2 separate regions of the Mus musculus genome follow, and region 1 is linked to region 2. The links are chromatin contacts, called in public Hi-C maps. All regions are on one chromosome and are shown on one strand. The core of a region is the stretch at or near the end of the contact, and the rest is flanking DNA. Distances in the headings are between cores, read along the strand shown. Region 1 has its middle 12 kb from the start of Pag1. Region 2 overlaps Pag1 (phosphoprotein associated with glycosphingolipid microdomains 1).

Evidence for each region. Hi-C and Micro-C count contacts between places; a contact is called where the count stands out from the background.
Region 1: a Hi-C map of Sertoli cells shows a contact between it and region 2, with 2.5 times the contacts expected there. The contact joins two enhancer-like sites. A contact is called at or near these places in 2 of 39 promoter capture datasets (the C10 cell line and neural stem cells), 15 of 484 Hi-C or Micro-C datasets (the G1E-ER4 cell line, the HL-1 cell line, Sertoli cells and 12 more), 14 of 115 datasets of contacts at active chromatin or transcription factors (CD8 T cells, the SCID.adh cell line, astrocytes and 9 more) and 3 of 9 other capture datasets (adipose tissue, liver and pancreatic islet).

The regions. Positions count from the first base shown.
Region 1 is chr3:9,844,303-9,847,325 of GRCm38.p6, forward strand. No RefSeq gene overlaps it. Among named protein-coding and RNA genes, the nearest start is that of Pag1, 12 kb to the left of the region's middle. Within about 2 kb of position 1,284, at least 21 of the 459 cell types and tissues checked have an H3K27ac peak or open chromatin away from gene starts, as enhancers often do. A contact at or near this core is called in Sertoli cells, where this site is marked.
Region 2 is chr3:9,749,508-9,752,593 of GRCm38.p6, forward strand. Pag1 (phosphoprotein associated with glycosphingolipid microdomains 1) reads right to left here. Exons shown (of 9, transcript NM_001195031.1): 3 at 2,906-2,979. Among named protein-coding and RNA genes, the nearest start is that of Pag1, 83 kb to the right of the region's middle. Within about 2 kb of position 1,799, at least 156 of the 459 cell types and tissues checked have an H3K27ac peak or open chromatin away from gene starts, as enhancers often do. A contact at or near this core is called in Sertoli cells, where this site is marked.

The DNA.
Region 1 (3,023 bases), core at 34-2,533, 94 kb after region 2:
CATGCCCAATTAGGGCTTTATGTTCCTCTCACACATGTGGTGGAAACTCCCAAGTTTGTGAAAGCCACTGTGGGGGACATGGCAACCTCAAGAAGGAGCACATGTTGACAGAGCAGCTCTCAACAGATTTCCTAGGCGCTTTACCTAGAAGGGAAACGCTGGCAAGGGTGACTGCTTCCTGGAGTCCTAGGGCTAGACATTCCCATGACATGGTCTCCGAGACCAAGCAGGTGATATTAGGGAAAAGCTTCAGGACCTTCTTGCTCTATGTGTGGATGAGGCTTCATGCAGCGACAGATGCTGCTGTCTTTGTTGCCGAGAGCTCTCCTACTTGTATGCTCTTGACTTAGAGACAGCTATGTGCAATGTTCCCTCACATGTGTCTGAATCCTTGGCCCCCAGCTGCTGACGCTGTCTGGGGACATTGTTGAATCAGTAAGTAGGGTCTACCTGGAGAAAAGGAGTCTCGGGGCAATGGGGATTCAGGGTTGCAACCTGGTATGCATCCATCCACAACCTTTCTCTCATTCTGCTTCTCTATCTGCCCAGATGTGAGGAAGGAACCTTACTTGTCTGTGGCCACAATCACTACTGTTCCTGCCACCATGCCTCTCCCGCCCCACAACGGACTGTGTCCTCAAATTGTGAGATAAAATAAATACTTCCTTCCCTGTATCGTTTCCTGCTGGATATTTGTTAGCAGATAAAAGTAGCAAAACCACTATTTTTTTTCAAGAGCAGTCAATCTCAGGGGAGTTCCTATCAATTCTCTTTGATATCACTTCTCTCGGTGTCCAATTCCAGAGCAGTTAGCTAGCTAGACTGCACTCCTCTGGATCCAGGGCCATGGCTCAGAACCAACTCCTCTCCTGAGGCCACAGGAGAGCAGAAGGAGAGTTGGGCCAGAGGGGAAAATGGCTGTAGCAGTGAGTTTGAAAGCTGTTTGATCCTAAGGTGGTATTTCTGCCTTCTGAAAAACCAGCCTGTGATGGGAGCCAGCCCCCAACACAGTGGTGTGCAGGGTTATTGAGGCTTGTATGCCTCTTCTGGTAGATATTAGAATCGCACACCAGCTGTTTCTCCTTGCTCTGTTTCAAGATTCCTTTGTAAAATGAGACAATAGTGTTTCTTGTTTACTACTTGAAAATATGCCAACAACGTATCCTAATATTAAATTTGATGATGTTTAAAAGCAGCATATTCTTGGAAGCCTAGAAAGTATTCAGATCCCTGCTCCTATATAGCACTTACTTATGAGAGGAGCTGTGGGCAGCCTGTGTCCATAGTTCATGTAACCTCCATAAAGACAGTGAAATACTACATTTCTGTTTTACAGGTAAAGAAAAGGAGATGCATACATGTGTTAAATAACATGTCTGAGTCGACATAGCTAGTGGGCAGCTGACTGACCTCTGTGCATTTAAACGTGAGCCATATGACTATAAGGTCCATGTACCGAGTCTCTGCTCTCCGATGCTTGTCTAATAAATCAATGTGGTATTTTATTTATTGCTGTTTTCCTTCCTGTAAATCTTCCCGGCTCTGTGACCCAGCCATGATCCCTGGTCCTTCAGGTCTCAGGTCCCAGGAGAAGCAGCAGCTGACCCCTTCCTACAACTAAGCCAAAGTGATTCACACTAAGTCACTATCTGCCCAGATGTGAGGAAAGGGTGGGTGGGGGAGGGGGAGGAGCTGGGCCTGGCCATGAGCACATAGAGGGGGGCTGGGGAATGGGGAGAGAAGGGACAGGGAGGGAAGAGAAGAGGAGCAAGAGAGAAGAGAGGGAAATGACAAGTTAGACCTGGATCTTCCTCGTGCATTCTCCATATCTAGAATTTCACAACACTCTATTTATTTAATAGTTATTGAATATCCTCTCAGCACAGAGCATTGTATGTGTTCTTTGCTGAGGACAGAAAAAGAAGATGAATAAATAGAAGCCACAGTCTTACCTACAAGGCATACTCATCTTGAATAATTGACAGCTGTTTAAGTCATCATGGCAGGGAGCCTGTATGTATGAGTTGGGGTGACTGGGTTCAAACACTGTTTTCTGTTTCCTACCTGTGTATTGCCTTTAAAATAATCTATCTGAAGTTTAATTTTTTCTTTTGTAAGATGGACTTTGATAACATGTTCCTCCTTGGGGTGGGATGCTATTTAAAGTACTCAGCCAATGCTTTGAGCAGCGCATCGTTTTCAAGAGCAAATAGAGGGATCTCAATGGGAAGATATGCATTGTGGGAACTTCAAAGTACATGTGACATCAAGGACTGCTCTAGTTTCCCACCGCTACTTTCAACACACCCTAAGAAAGTGATAATGTCCCAAACGTACTGTAAATGCTATGGATCCAAGAAAGTCTAGGCACCAAATGGAAGTTTTACAATCTGGAGCCTGTGTGCCTTCTGTCTCTAGGGATGTTTCACTAAGTACTTTGATGGAGATAGGGTGTGCCCCTGTGAGGACTGGCTACTGTTTTTTACAGAGGTGGCCAGGGTGTGCCCAAGCTACCTTCTGTCTCAAAACCCCCATTCCTATCAAAAGCAAGGTTATGTACATAAGTGAGAGAAATAGATAGCATGGTTTTTCCTAGTGACTGAAGAGGGAGCCTCTCTTCCCCATAGCTGGTGTTTTCTTCCATGCACAGAGGCTCCATTTACACAAAACACGAAGATCCTTGCTCATCCCCACTCGGTACTGGGGGCAAGGAAGGAGAGACTTACTTGATTGTTAAGGCTGAAAGGGGACCCAGAGCACAGTCCTCCCTCCTCGTCTCTTTTCAGATTTGCTCTTTCTTTTAGTCATTTACAGAGTTGAGTCTGCTCCTGGAGAGGGAGGTGGTCCAGTAAGCCTGAGGTGTGCAGACTGAAGCACCTCACTCTGCCTGACTGTGCCTTTGGAATACCTAGGGCATGTTGTCACCTCCTCCTGTTACATCTTTGTTGGTTAAAAATGTTGTATTGTTACCCCACTTACCTATTTTTCATCTTGTGACTTAAGTTACTTGGAACTAAAGGACA
Region 2 (3,086 bases), core at 549-3,048:
AATGGCCACATGTTATCGGCTGACACATCAGTGTCAGCTGCGGTGCTCTTGAAGGTGGTAAGTCACAATGTAGTAAGGAGCCCAGTCTCCCAGTGAGGGCACTGGGCCTGTTGGGAATCCTGTGCAGTCACCTGTGGTACAGTGTACCATGAGGGTCGTGACGGAAATGTTGGAATTTTGTTTTTTAATGATCATGTGCCCACTGTAGACAGAAGAAGACTATAAATTATTTTTCTACAGACGTAAGCACAATCAGACAAAGGCCATGCTTCCAAACACGATGATGGACCATACGGTGTACGCCTCCGTGGAGGTGACTGTTTACAGGTTGTTCACAGATCCCGCTCAGCGGGCTCTGGTCCGGTCCAGGGGCCCCGATGATGGTCAGTTACACACACACTAAGCCAGATCCCACAGCTGCTGGACGCCAGCGCTGACTCTGCTCTTGCCTCTCAGGTCCTTATGGACTCTGAACTGCTGAATCCCCAGTTAAATGGGCATCCTCACCATCACACCAGGGTAGCTATGCAGATTATCCCGCCCTTCCCAGGAGCCATAAATTATCTGTCAAACAAGAAAACACCATGCAGCCTTTGGGGTGGTTTCTGTCATAACCATTTCTCTTCACAGTGGGTAAGGATGCCTTGCCCCAATGTTCACACAACACCCTTCTTCTCTTCCCTTCAGGTCAGCTGCAGCTAAAAGGATCTAGCTGCCTGTGAGCTCCTTCCTATCCCTGTCCCTTTTATGATGAGCTGTGCTCACAGGTGTGAAAAGCCAGGAGCCAAGGACAGTGACACTGCTCAGGCCTGGAGTCTCAGTGGTTCTAGGAGCCTCAAGAGAAACAATGATAGGCCAGCAGGTCCTCTGAAGGTATCCTTGCCACACAAGCAACACCTCCACAGACCGCCAGACACAGGCAGGAGTGGCTGGCCCTGCGTCTCTCGTATGCCTCCATACAATGCCATATTCTACCCCACACCCTCAGCAATCCTGTATATTTATATAAAAATTTTATATTAAAAACAGGTTATCTAAAATGCATCCATTGGAATAAAAAAAGGAGGTGGAGAAGGTTGAAGAGCTTAGTTATTTTTATTGGTATCTGTTATTCAGTCCCAAACACTGTCATATCAATGTACTCCTCTATGTCCTGCCTATGCTCACCCATCACCATCATTATTACCGTGGTTTGTAATAGTCAGGATGCAATGCAGACTCTCAGCACACCAGGCACATTGCTGCCGCTGAGCTCTAGCTCCTGTCCTCCTTTCACACAATCCAGATTGCAGAAACTCCTTCTGAAGTTGGGGTCTTTAAAAGTTATGCACGTTCTCTGTGTGTCACACCGCGGGTGGTACTCTCACCGTGTCCCTGCCATACACTGATTACTGTCTGCACATAATTGTTCCCAGGAGCTCCAAGCTAACACTGCTGGCACTGATAGGAGTGCTGATGTACAAGGAGCAAGCCTCGAGGCTGTCTGCAGCGCGCAGGATGTCTTTCTGAATTTCTAGGATTGAAATGCTTGATGCCACAGCTTAGATGGGCACCCTACTCTCATAAGGACCTTTTATGTAATACATGCATAATGCAGTGTGAAGAAAGGAACCAAGGAAAATGTTTTCCTAAATTATAACTTGCATCTTGGTAATGAGAAGCTATTAAAATGTATTTAAAAAAAATCCCCAAGCTGATGTGTTTCTTAGAATTCAGCGGTTCCCACTGCTCTGCTCGCATTCTGTATGCACAGCAGAGATCCCTGCCAAGACTATTACAGTGAGCAAACAATGTCCTCTCTGTCAGAGCCGAGAATGAATAGTATCACAAAATTCTCTTCCAACTTACAGCCTACACTTCCCCCAACCCTTCTGAGAACTGCCAGGGAGGGGGAGGCCAGAAGCTGGCTCTCCCCTTCCATCTGAAACTGCTTTCCACAACACCAAGGGTGGAATAATGCCAGCCATATATGATCTTCTAATCAGAGAAAGCAGACAAGAAGATTTCAAATCTAGTTGTGTATTGTTTCATCCCTGCGGATGTGAGTACACAGACACTTTGTAAGGAAAAAGGAAGCGCTTTATCAGATAAAAATCTCAGCCTAGTGAAAATAGCCCTATGCTAAAAACTAAACAGCAAAAGAGGAATTTCATAGAAATGATAGAGCAGTTTGTGTTCAGGGCCTAGGAGGCGAGTCACGAGTGCTGAAGCTGACAATGGGCTCTACTGCTGCCTGTAAGCCTTGGTGCCTACTAAGAATATGATTCACAAAGGGAGAGCCTGGAGCTATTCCTGTGGATGTGCAAGGTGAGGGTGGCCCACTCCACTAGGATCTGAGGTCTGCCTGTGTCTCCCCCTCAGCTCCTCTTTAGAAGTGGTATTAAGGACATTATCTTCTAAAATGAGACATTTATAAAGCATTTTGTATGAACCACTGAAAGGCTAACTTGGTGTGCATTTTCAGGGACCCCCCCCCCCACGCAGAGATTTCTTAAATTCTTTTCTTATTTGTTAAGTCTTAGTTGGTACAAAGCATTGGTCCAGGATCACCTGCATGACACATACAGAATGGATACTTTATTTGACCTCTAGTTAGAATCCCTCCACTATTTCATCATAAAGGAATGAATGCAATTTTCAGTCTAAACACTAGGACTCTCCCCGCTCCCTCTTTTCCCACACACTTGCTGCCCAGTCCCATGACCTCCCAGGGCGGGATGGTCTTCTTCTGCTGATACTTTTAGTGAGGCTGCAGACGGAAGCACCAGCCTCCCTTTCTTCTCTCTCCCCCTTTCACTCAGCCCTAGTCTGCAGCAGACAGACCATCAACTCTCCATGCTCCCACTGTCGTCTGAAACTGCAAGGCATGTGTTCCCTCCCTTCTTCCTATGACGGCCACAATTACCTTGGAGAAACGGTTGTCCAGAAGAGGGTTTCGTTCACGTGTCAGTATGCTGGGGTTCTCTCTTCCTTCTTGGCCTGTAACCAAAAAGAAAGAAAGAATGTCTGGGGGGCAGGGAAGGCATGTGGACAGGCTGTGAAAGACGCCTGCCAGCTTGCTGTAGAAAACGCTGGCCTGCGGATCA